3 separate regions of the Mus musculus genome follow, and all the other regions are linked to region 3. Evidence: chromatin contacts called from public HiChIP or PLAC-seq and promoter capture Hi-C data. All regions are on one chromosome and are shown on one strand. Each heading gives the region's core, a stretch centred on a gene start, on an enhancer-like site or on the middle of the called end of the contact. The rest is flanking DNA. Distances are from core to core; before and after follow the strand shown.

Region 1 (4,370 bases), core at 577-3,076, 140 kb before region 3:
GTGCTGCTGGCTATAGGTAGAGAGGAAATGTCAGCTTGGTATCTGGCTACATTTACAGTATAAAGTCTTGGGACTCTCAGCATAGATTTGAGCCTTCCCAGCAGTAGAGAGAGCAGTTATCCAGGCTATTCAGAGAAGGGTTTCAGGATGGGTCTGGAGAAGAACCTGGCTAAATTCCAGGAGTGCCTTTCCTCCTAGCAGGTTCAGGGGGGCAGATAGCTGGCCCATCAAAGATGGCCTAAGGACAGGAGATGCTGGGACAAGTTGGGAAGAGAACTTTCCTCTTTCCAGAGCCCTACTGGGTGTGGCATATCCTTGGTGGCTCTCCATGCTTCCAAAGCCTGTGCATGTCTCTGGGGACACAAACAAACCATGTTCTTTTATGTTCCTTTAAAACTGTATTTGGGCTGACAACATGGCTCAGTGGATAAAGGTGCTTGCAGCAAAACACTGATGACCTGAGTTCAGTCCCTGGGACCCACATAGTGGAAGAAGAAAACCAACTCTTCCAAATTATCCTCTTGATTTCTACATATGCCATGGCATCACACACACGCGTGCACACACGCACAAGTTAAAAACCAAACAAACCAGATCACCTCTTCTGATATGAGGCCTAAGGTGGTCTGTGTCAAGTTCTTGGCCTTCTCTGATGCTGGGTTTTATGAAATGATCAGTATGTTTCTTCTGGCCCTAGCCTCAGCCCCTTCTATTTTCTTCCTTCCTTCCCTCCATTCAGTGTCCCTTAGAATTCTCCCAGTTTTATCCCCTTCCCCCTGACAGGGGACAGACTGCTCATTATCTCCAGCTTTCTACAAGACAGCCTTCCATAAAGCTGTCTAGCACACACTTCCGACTCAGTTCTGTTTGAGTCTGGCTTCTGTCCAGCTGGTCATCATTCCAAATTCACTCCACCCTCTGACCCTCTTAAAGGACTAATCTCAAATGGAGACTGACCCCACAAGAAGGATGCACACTGGTGAGATCCCAGAAGGCATGCCTACCTTCCTGCTGTGTCTCTCCTGGCTTATCACAGGCCTTGAAATGGCCGCTGGGAGCACCTCTCATTTCTCGCCCCAAGGCCTTAATCACCAAGTAAGTTCTGAATGTGAAGAAATGAAGGCTCTGGATCCAAGAGATTTGGCCAAGATCATGATCAGTCACTGATAAAGTTAGGGCTGAGCCCAAGCCTCTGGACCCCAGGTTAGCTCCTCCCATCACATCACACTGACAGGAGAGGGCCCATGCTTGCATAGCTGCAGTGCAGAATGTTGCTCTCTAGTTTCACTCTGAGTAAAAGGAGGAAGGCATTCCAGAAGTTTCTTCTTCTTCTTCCTCCTCTTCCTCCTCCTCCTCTTTGCCCTCCTCTTCTCTCTCTCCCCTTCTGTCTGTCTGTCTCTTTGTCTTTGTCTCTGACTCCCTCACTCTGGTCTACAGTTTCAGTCAGTTTTACTTGCAGCCAGCAGCATGTGTTGACAACTGACTCACAGTGAAGCCCCCTTGCTGCCCTGGCATCGTTTTAAGGCGTGGTCTTGTCTTTAAGGAGTCTTTGGCTTGGTTAAAGACATAAAGCCATTCCTAAAAGAATCAGGCACATTATCACCAGAACAGTACCCCTGGCTTCCAGGCAACCCAGTACAATAGGAAGGAGGGGTGGGGGCTAGGGAGGCAGCAGTTCTCAGGGAACGTGGTCCATGGTTTGGGCCTGTAAAAAGGACAGGGTGTCAGAGAGGAGTGAAAATAGGGAACTTGGGGCATGGGAAGCATGTTTCCTGCCACTTTCATTTAACTGAGTGAGCATGAGACCTGTGACTAAGTCCTGGAGGAATGTTAGGGTGTGCCAACAAAGGAGAGGAGGCTGGGCCAGGTGGAGGAGTCTGAGGAGCCAAGGGAGGGGCTGGTGTTCAGGAGTAGGGCGGCCATCCAGTTAATGATCTGACCAGAACGTAATGGCATGGCCATTAGACTGCACAGGAAGGATGGAGGAATGCTGAGTCCCTCTGCGGGACTGTAGGGACACAGGTTGACCTGCCTGTGGGACTGTGGAATGCAGCCTAGACCCTCAAGTGACTGGGGAGTCCCAGCCAGACGGAGTTTGTCATCAAGGCACTTGTGTCTGCAGCAGACAAGGGAATGGCAGCCTATGGAGCAGTAGAACCAGACTTCCTCAGTTAAAAGTCCAAGTGCAGTGCAGATTAAATGTAGACTTGTACTCCTTGGTCTGATATTCTCCACGTTCCTTCAGAACTCATGATCTACCCACACTAAATCATTTCTACATCTATGTGCAAGGAGGCTCAGGAGTTGGGGGGCATATCTCCTGAAACTTTAAACACTAGATCAAGAAAAAGAGGAAGAGGAAGGAGAGTCACAAGTTCAAGGTTTGCTTGGGCAACTTATTAAGACTGTTTCAAAATAAGGAAAACACAGGAAGGAAGGAAAGAAGGAAGGAAGGGGGAGGGAGGTAGGGAAGAAAGGATGGATGGACAGGGCTGAGGCCGGGAAAGGGCATCAGGTTCCCTGGAGCTGCAGCTCTAGGGGCTAGGAACCACCTGACAGAGGTGCTGGGAAACAAACCAGGGTCCTCCTTAAGACAACAAGCATTCCCAACCCCAAGCCATCTTTCCAGCCCAGAAAACAAAGCTTTGAGTACTAATTGAGTGTTTAGTTTAGCTGTTTGGTTCATTAGAAACCCCTTTGATTTAAGGAAAGTGGAAGAAGACAAGGAATAAATGAAAGTGATTGCCAGGACCACAGAAGAGAATCCACCGAATTCCTCAGCTAACATTCCATTGGTGACAACCGAAGAGTGTACTGTGCACACACAGGACTGCATGCTGGCCACTGTGCAAGGCATGCAGCCTACAGGAACCATGAGAGACAGGCTGGGCACTGGAGGAAACCCTAGTAATGGTGAGGAACCTGACGGGAGAGAATGACAAGGGAGACACACTCAGCTGACTGAGCCTCTCTCTGCTTAGAAGCTTCAGAGGAAAGGCTGAGTTTGACCAGGGTTAGAGGCAGGGACATGAGTGAGGGAGAGGGTGGACTGCCAAGAGTCTCCCCAGCATGCATGTGTAGGTCAAAGGGAGGACTAAAAAGGCCAACACACAGCACCAGAAACTCTGGATGCCATGGCCAAGGGGAACATTCACAAAAGAATTTTTATTCCTGTAAAATTTTTGTGTGTGTGTGACTATGATATATTGTTATGTAACATTATGAAAGTAGCCAGGCAGTGGTTATGCACACCTTTAATTCCAGCACTAGGGAGGCAGAGGCAGGTGGATTTCTGAGTTTGAGACCAGCCTGGTCTACAGAGTGAGTTCCAGGACAGCCAGGGCTACACAGAGAAGCCCTGTCTCAAAGAAAAAAACAAAAAACAAAACGAAAGTACCAGTACCGATACTATTATAGTTCCACAGCAGCACTCCCCCACACCGGAAAGCATTACAAGTGATCACAGCATTTAGAAGTTCAACTCAGCATACAACTTTCAAGTGTGTATGTTATGCTTCCTACGAAATACCAAAGGAATTCCAAGTGCTGCAAAAATCAGCACTTCTCCAATTTTTGCAAGCTTTTCATTTTAAAGTGATTTGAGACTTGAAATTCAAACAAAGTAGAGTTCTCATGTCCCCTCATCTAGACCCCCACCTCCTCCTGCAGCAGGCTATATGATAATTACTAAAAACAGGAAATTGACATTTGTTTTGTTATTATCTTAGCTTTGTTCCCTGTCGCTGTGATACAATCCCTTGCCAAATCAACTTAAAGAAAACTATTTGGCTCACAGTTGCAGGCAATAGCCCATCACTTCAGGAAAGTCAAGGCCCTAGGAACTGGAAATAGCTTGTTACATCCACAGTTATGAGCAGAGATGGAATGGATGCAAACATGCTTGTCCTCAGCCTGATTTCTTTCACTTTACACTTTGAGGTCCTAGGGAATGATGCCACCTGTTGTGGGTGGATCTTGCCACCTGTACATCAGCAAGATGATACCCCAGGCATGGCCACAGGCCAGCTCCATCTAGATAATTCTTCACGGAGACACTTTTCCTAGGTAACTCTAGACTGTCAAGTTGACAATTAAAAGCAACCATCACATACATGATTTAACCACAAGCTAGAATGCCTTCACACTCCTTGGAGTAATCACAGTACTTCGGAGAAGGAGGCAGAAGGATTAGGAGCTCCGTCCATAGTGAGTTTATGGTCCATCTGAGCTATGTGAGACCTTCTCTCAACAAACAAACAAACCAGAAAATCTCCAAAACAACAACTAAAACTAACAAACAACAAACAAAAAGTTAGAGAGACAGCTTTTTTTTTGTTTGTTTGTTTGTTTGCTTTTTGGTTCTAACAAGA
Region 2 (3,751 bases), core at 686-3,185, 250 kb after region 3:
CTGGTTCATTCCTGGCTGAGGGGGACCTTTGAGGAAAACATATCTCTCACAGAAAGGTCTTGACGGAGAGTAGCAGACATGGCTCAGCGCTCTGCCTAGCGGAAGCCAGGCTTGAAGCCCCCTTTATGGCCGGCCATTGTCTTTACTATCTCTAAAGGAATCATAGGATAGAATGCGGCACTCAAGGGAACCAAAGACAAACATTTAGAGAGGCACCGTGGGGGTTTTCCTAAAACTGCAGCCTCCAAAGCTTCTAGTGTGACGGAATCATGGGATAGGGCTGCTGGCACGCCAGGGCTTGCCCTGCAGGCAGCAAAGAATCAACGGGTTTGGCACAAGCAGCTCTTCCAATAAAAGCCTGTGGAGCAGTGAGTCTCAGCCTTCCTGACGCTGCATCCCTATAATGTGGTTCCTCATGCTGTGGTGACCCCCAACCGTAACATTATTTTGTTGCTATTTTCTAACTATAATCTTGCTACTGTTATGAATCATAATGAATGCATATCTGATACGCAGTGTGTGTGACACGTGACCCCTGTGAAAGGCTCGTTTGATGCCCTCAAAGAGATTGAGAGCTACAAGTTGGGACCCACTGCTGTGGAGGAGTAAAAGAAATAAAAGAGCAATGTCTGATGTCACAGCTCATGACAGACAGCTAGAGTGTGGAAAACCCACTGCTGGCCTTGGCCTCAAAGATGAGTTTGAACTAAATCTTAAGTATTTACATGAGTAAGGGGGACCTGTGCTGTGCTCCACCAGGGCTCAGCGTAGATAGTGGGGACTTATAGACTTCTATAAGTCTGGTGCCATATAGACTTCTAATGCCAGCACTTGGGAGGCCGAGGCAGGGGCATCAAAAGTTCAAGGACAGCCTAGCCCATAGCCTGAGCTCAAGGTCAGCCCAGGTAACTTCCTGAGACTCTCTGTCTCAAAATGTAAAGAAAATCTAAATAGAAGGCTGGGATCCCTCTGGGGTCATCCACCCCCTTTTGTCTTTGTTCCTTTGGGGTGCCTATAACACCTGGCACATGCCCCATGAACACTCAATGTCTTTTCCAAGTGAAGAAGCAGTGGGTAGCCAAGCCTCACGGCCAGCTGATCCAACATGCCTGGCTGGCTTTGGGGAAACTCTATGCTTTGTAAACCACCTTTGTCTGATGGGTCCCATCCACCACCGACATGCCAGATTGGAACTAGAGCCCCAGACTCTGGGGGCAGATACTTCCACACGTACTGTTTCTGAAAATGATGGTAACAGAGAGCCCCTCGGTGCCCTGCTTCTTCCGCGGGAAAACACATCGAATTTTATGTAAAATGCACTGTGTTCTGTCGACGCTGGTGGTTTTTTCATCCCGTAGCCTGCTCAGTTTGCAGAAAAAAGTATGTATAAAAATCAGGTGGCTAGTGTACTCTACCAACTGTCACATACGGCCCTGCCAGATTCTGCTAGGCATGCCCACCCGGCGTCAATCCCTCCTTCCTGGAAAGCCGGGCACTCCCAGCTCCTTCTCACATTCTTTGTGAACCAGGCTGCTTGCTCCAAGCACACACATTTTCACGGTCTCTCTCTCCCTCAGTCTGGCCCCATCCATAGCAAGTGGGCTAAGTAAGTCTCAGACATCCACTTCTTCAGCCCCACCACCTGCCAGTCTGTTGTTACAGCAGAAAGACCATGAAAGCCAAGAAGGAAACACTGGCCAGTGGGGTTTCTTGGAGCCCCCAGATCCAGAGGGCGGAGCCTCGGCGTCCCGCAGGTGTGTGCAGAAGGGAGGAGGGGGAGAGCTCTGACCCGCAAGTTCAGGTGTGTCAGGGTGCCTAGCAGCTTACCCGGGCATGAGAGCTGGGGGCACGAAGGCGGCATTAAATTCGGTCATTAGTGTGCCCGCGCTACGGAAGGCCATGGTGGGTGCTGCGAGCCCCGGCGCGGTGGCTCGGCTCAGCCCTGCGGTAAACAGCCAGCTGGTCACCCGGCAACCACATGCCTGGCAACCCGAGTTCGTTCTGGGACAGTGAGTCCTCTTTGCTGTGCGCTCCCTAGACCTTCTCTGTCTATCAACCCGGAGAAGACGCCGCCCCATCCTCACAAGGTTACTGTGTGGCTCCCCCAAGGGTCCCTGGCATCCAGTTTAGGTGTTCATATCTACTGGAGATATGGTGTGGAGATAAAAAAGCTGGATCGATCCTGAAGAGGCTATCATTTGATCCCATTTGGATCACGAGGGTTCCCTCCACCCACGGAACTCGGGGAAGTGGCTCTATGGCTGACCTCACTTCATGTGTGGGTTCCCACCCCTGTCATTTCAATGTTCACTAATTTTCTCATTAGTTTCTCCTTTCTCCCCTTGAACTTCCTTCTTCCCACATTTCTCAAATAGGGTGACTCTGGCCTGTAATCCCATCATCAGAGGCTGAGGCAGGAGGATTGCTAGTTTGAGGACAGCCTGGGCGACTTGATGAGACACTTTCTGGGGCAGAGGAGGGACAGGAGGAGAAGGGAGGAGTGCCTGTTACAGTTTGAGTCTGTATATCCCTCACACACTCACATTTTGAGCCTTGTTCCCTGGTGGGTGTTACCTTTAAGACACAGAATCTTATAGGGGAGAGCCCTGGCTGGTCTAGCGGGTTACTAGGGGCCACCCTTGGAAAGTTAGTTCTTGGTTCTGGCTTTGCAGTTTTCTGGTCATTGAGATGCGAAAGGAGCTGTTTTCCATGCCTCCCCACAAGGATGGGTTGAAACCATTGTCTTAAATAAAGTTTGGTTCCCTTAAGTTGCTTACTGCACTATTTTGTCGGGGTAGAAGTAACTGGGACAGTCTATGGTTTATATTTGCCTCAGGTACCGTAGTTCATTCTGCCCAGAGATCTGTAGTGTGAGGTTTCCCTTCAGCCATCAAAGCCCTGAAGTCCACTTGAGGTTTGCTTTACATAAACTGTCTCCTCCATGAGCTAGGCAAATCTAGGTCCTGTCAAGCAGCCAGCCGATATTAACCATCATGTGGTGGGTCTCTTCCCCTCAGCTATTCCTCGGGTAGAGGCATCACCCGCACAGCTGGAACCTGTAAATGGCAGCCGATGAAGACCACAGTCACTAATGAACTCACAGGATGCCATCACAATCAGAACTCTCCAGAGATGTCCTCTAACAGATGCCAGCGATTCTAGGCTGTAGGGAGCATATGTTTGTAAGAGGTGCTTGCGCGCGCGCGCGCGCACACACACACACACACACACACACACACACACACACAATCAGAATGGCTGAAGCTTAGTGTGGCCAAGAAGCCACAGGTGTGGGCGTAGTGACAAATCAGTGAAGGAAATGTGCAGTCATATCTACTGTTTCCCAAGTTGCCTCAGGGCACATTTGCTTCACTAAGAAAAATATTAGGCAAAGTTGTGTTTAAAAGGTGACCATGGCTCTAATGTGACATACTCCAGGAAGGCTTTGAATGACCCCACTCCACTAGGTGAAGCCCTCACTTCCTCTCCATTCTCGGCCTCCCAGTCGGTCCAGTTTGCAGACCGCCTTCTGTGCACTCTGGACCACAAGCCCTCTGCCTATTCTGGGTGGACTCTGCATTGGCACCTGGTGTAGCTGGTAGAGTCATGCTATGCTAACTGGAATTGCTGTCGTCTTTGAGACGGAGAAACTGGGATTTGACAAAGCTTTTAGGGCTGCTCCGTAGGACTTCCCTTCAGCATGTGCAGGGCTGTAAGAGGCTCCATGAAACTCACCCTTTAGAGTAGAGAA
Region 3 (3,971 bases), core at 1,069-3,568:
AGGGAAGGCAAAGGAAGCCCATACGCTTGGGTGTGGTCACCGACAAATGGAAGCTTTAAGTCCCTGGTTCTAAGTTCTAAAACCAAGAGCCGCGCCCTTGCCGACAACTAAGGCTTCTCCCCAATTTACCCCAAACCTCACCAGCCCCGTGGGCTCATTTAAGAAGCATAGCAGCTCCTAGACTTGGGCTCAGGCGGTCTGGGCAGACAAAGCCTGCTTTACACCGCAGAGACCTTCGGCCTTTGGGACTTGCATTCTGTCGTGCTGCTCCGCGCCACTATCTAAACTCGTCAACAGCGTGTGGAGAACAAGAGGCGCTGCAGCCAGCGACACCAGAAGCTGGGGGAGGCGGCTGTCCCCCGACTCCACAGCCTGGGGGAAACATGCGACTCCCACTCGGAATTCCCAGGGGTGCCAGGTGCCCTAAGGCAAATCCCAGAGACAGCACGTGCTCTGAGGTTTCTCGGTAAGCGTTTTCTGCACCAGTACACCTCACACTTGAATTCTGGGGGCGGGTGGCCTTGCGTGGACCGTAGGTAGACCCTATGCAGGCTATTGTTCTCAGGGTCTCTGGGGCGGGAGACGCCCCCCCCCCATCCGCCTCCCAGGCAGCATCTGCCGCTAGGCAAAGCCTTTCAGCTCCGTGCGAACAGGGCGTGCCGGGGGGCGCTGCGGATTATCATAAAATCCTAAACGAGTCCCCTTTGGTGGTTCCAAGCTCAGAAACAAAGCTCCTAGACGAGCCAGCCCAGCCTTGTCGGGGACCCGCCACCCGAGCTCTCTGGCCCAGTCCAAGGACCACGCCCAGCCAGACCAAGCCCAAACAGCGACTGGCCTAAAGCTGGAGTCTTCAGGCGAAGACTCTTCCCTCCTCAGCTGCCTGCCCTACCCCGATGGAGAGCCCCCCACCCCCTTCATGAGGAAGACCCATCCCCTGTACAGCCTCAGTCGCCTTCCCATGCCTGTCTACTCTCCCCAAACCCGGGAGGTCTCCACCCTCCCTTCATCTCCCCGCCCCTCTTCATTCTTCAGAGCAGCCTCGCCTCGCGCCACCTGCGCGAAGCTTCAGACCCGCCTCCCACCCAATTGTCAGCCCTTCCCAAACCACAGCCTCCTCCTCCAGATTCGATCACCTGTCCCCACCCATCTCCCCCTTTCTGCTCAAATCCAGGCCTCCACGCCCGTTTGTTCCAGCCATCTCCCCAGGCCCGGGGCATCGATATCCCTCACCCACCAAGATAGATGCTGCGTGGCAGACTAGGCGACATGGCTCCAGCGGAGGGACCTAGCGCCGCGCCGCCAGGGGCTGGGCAGATGCAAGAGGCCTTTGTGGTTTCGGCAGGTGCCTCTAGGGCCTCTGCTCTGCTCAGGGAACAGAGGATACAAACGATGGGGTTAGGACCACGTTAGGCAGATATCAGACCAGAGGCGCAGTTGGTGGGAACTAGGGACCGCGGCGATCCAGGGACGTACAAGAGGACAGGTCCGGCCACCACAGAAACACTCCCCTACACCCCACCTTTTAGCCATTTACTGCACGTCGACCAGCTACGGCTGCGCGACTACTGGGTGCTAGGCGTGAATCCCTTCAACTTAGCTGCCTCCTTATTCTAGCTATTTGTAAATCTTTCCAGCACACATTAATGCCTTAGGCGTCGCAAGTCACCAAGCCGAGTTCTGTGGGACTACAAAGACCCAGACTTGCGCCCCACCTTAGTCCGGATCTGCCTGAATCCTCAACATCTCTTTCATCGGCTGGAGGAGCCTAGGCGCAACCCAATTCCCTCCCTTTTGTGAGCCTCAGGGAGAAACTGAAAGAGGGGTGGATGTTGCAGCCCGGAAAGATCAAGCCCACCACCCTCCCCTTGCCATCACCCACTGCTCCAGGATGATGCGATTGTGCGGGTCCGTCGGTCGGTCTCTGGGTCTCGCCGCGGCGCGGTAGCTGCGGTTGCACGGGGCGGGAGCGGCTGCTAGCGCGCTCTCTCGGTGGCTGCCTTGCGCGCCTGGAGCGGAGTCCCGAGTGGCGAGCGGGGGTGGGGACGAGGGTGGGGGCGGGGAGCCGCCTGGGCCAATCACGGATCCGAGGGCTCCGCCCCAAGTGCTCGCCACCTCGAGCTAGCAGGTTAGGCGGAGGCGGGACCAGTAGCGCCCCGCGTCCTCCGCGTTGCCGCCGCCTTTGGGACTACAAATCCCGACAGTCCCTTTTGCAGGCCCCGGGTCCGAGAAGGGACAGAGGGCATGGCCCCAGGACCTCGACAACCCCCAGCCATCTAAGCGCCATTCTCAGCGTTCCTTTCTGGTCCCATGGTAACTAGCGACACTTCACAAAGCCCAGGCGCTGGGGCGGTATGGCTCGAGTCCCCTGGGAGGGTATAGGGCGTCTCCGGAGGACACATCGCCTCCCCTCCTCCTGCAAGACCCCACCCGAGGGGCTGAAACAATGCGGTGGCGGGGTCTCTCCGAGGCTGCGGGTTCCCAGTTGCGCCATCGGATTAGCGTCCTACCGAGTCTGAGACTGATGGGATTGCAGACTGTAGAGGGCGAGGTGGTCAGTACAGGAACACTGTTCTCATAGACCAAGGGAACGGCCACTCTGGGCGCCTCACTTCGCACCTTCTTTCTCTTGAGGTATTGAAGCCACCGTCTTTTCCAGAGCAGCGCTTGGACGTCGATGTCCAGCGCCCAGGTCCTATCCTATTTTTGACATCTCCTTTAAAAGAAAGTGTGTGTGTGTGTGTGTGTGTGTGTGTGTGTGTGTGTGTTTTAAACTCATTTCACATCAGCACCACCATCTTTATTTCCGGGTTGCTGTTGTTTTGACGGTTTTATTAGGTAGCCCCCTGCTAGCCTAGAATTTGAATTGAACCTCCTGCCTCTGCCTTCCGAATAGTGGGATTACAGATGTTCACCGCCACACCTTGTCCAGTTTCACCATTTTAGTACACAGTTGACTTAACCACAAACGATCCTGTAAATGGAGCGAGACAGTTCTTTTTCCTTAACTAATTTATGGCTCAGGCCTTTCCCTGAGCTCCGTGTTAGTCTGTCATTATTGTGACAGCTTAAATATAGCTTCAGAACTTGAATCTCTTCACTTGATGTCACCCCAATGGTGTTGCAAACCCGTGTGGAAATGCAGCATTAATACTGCCCCCGCCCCTGGATTCCTGGGGATCTACAACTGCTGTTGAAGAAGTTGGTTCTTTCCAGGGCTTCCCTCAGTTCCGGGGGTGGAGACGGGGGTGTGAGTCCCTTGGCTGCTTTCCTGAAGTGCTTTTCTCTAAGGCTATTTTCAAAGAAAATCGTACTTTATAACTTCGGGTGGAGGGAGCAGGATCCTCTGAATTTTAACAAAATGTACAGCCTGCACGTTAAGCTCCAGTCCTCCAAATGTGGGTCCCACTGGGTCATGTGCTCTGTGATCCACTCCTGGATGCGTTTAGGGCCACACAGGCGTGCCCCTAGGGGGTGCGGGGTTACTACATTTGGTCTCCAATTCTTTTTTTTTTTTTTTTTTTTTTTTTTTTTTTTTTTTTTTTTTGGCTTTTCGAGACAGGGTTTCTCTGTGTAGCTCTGGAACTCACTCTGTAGTCCAGGCTGGCCTCGAACTCAGAAATCCGCCTGCCTCTGCCTCCTAAGGGCTGAGATTAAAGGCGTGTGCCACCACCGCTTGGCTGGTCTCCAATTCCACTCTAAGAGTGGATTTTTTTTTTTTTTTTTTCTGGTAGTAAGCTTGTGCAAAGAACCTCCAGACAAGCTTAGATGGCCATCCTCAAAACACTCCTAATACCAGTGAAGGGTGTGTGTGTGTGTAAATTGCTCCAGTTGAAGGCCCTGTCTAGTCTCCCCAAACTGTCCAGGGAAATTTTTGCAAAATGCATTGCGCCCCTCTGGAACACCCAGCTAGCTCCGAGCAACGAGGGCCTCTGATGAACTTTTGCCTAAGGTGGAGGGAGCCCTCTAGTGGC

Evidence for each region. Promoter capture Hi-C pulls out the DNA fragments that hold promoters and counts their contacts. HiChIP or PLAC-seq counts read pairs in DNA pulled down with a chosen protein or histone mark.
Region 1: an H3K4me3 HiChIP or PLAC-seq map of embryonic stem cells shows a contact between it and region 3, with 21 read pairs. The contact joins the enhancer-like site here to the promoter of Dpysl5 in region 3. A contact is called at or near these places in 2 of 39 promoter capture datasets (the C10 cell line and macrophages), 1 of 15 datasets of contacts at CTCF or cohesin (pro-B cells), 21 of 484 Hi-C or Micro-C datasets (B cells, the Ba/F3 cell line, the C10 cell line and 13 more), 5 of 115 datasets of contacts at active chromatin or transcription factors (all in embryonic stem cells) and 4 of 9 other capture datasets (adipose tissue, embryonic stem cells, liver and 1 more).
Region 2: a promoter capture Hi-C map of hematopoietic stem and progenitor cells shows a contact between it and region 3, with 2.2 times the contacts expected there. The contact joins the promoter of Fam166c here to the promoter of Dpysl5 in region 3. A contact is called at or near these places in 14 of 39 promoter capture datasets (the 3T3-L1 cell line, the C10 cell line, cranial neural crest and 8 more) and 1 of 9 other capture datasets (macrophages).

Annotation. Positions count from the first base shown.
Region 1 is chr5:30,847,872-30,852,241 of GRCm38.p6, reverse strand. It overlaps a transcript of Mapre3 not described here. Among named protein-coding and RNA genes, the nearest start is that of Mapre3, 12 kb to the left of the region's middle. Within about 2 kb of position 1,826, at least 107 of the 459 cell types and tissues checked have an H3K27ac peak or open chromatin away from gene starts, as enhancers often do. A contact at or near this core is called in the HL-1 cell line, adipose tissue, embryonic stem cells and 3 more, where this site is marked.
Region 2 is chr5:30,464,261-30,468,011 of GRCm38.p6, reverse strand. Fam166c (family with sequence similarity 166, member C) reads right to left here and starts at 1,935. Exons shown (of 4, transcript NM_029285.1): 1 at 1,828-1,935. The coding sequence starts at 1,901.
Region 3 is chr5:30,709,911-30,713,881 of GRCm38.p6, reverse strand. It overlaps Dpysl5 (dihydropyrimidinase-like 5), which reads right to left and starts at 2,318. Exons shown (of 13, transcript NM_001356948.1): 1 at 1,880-2,318.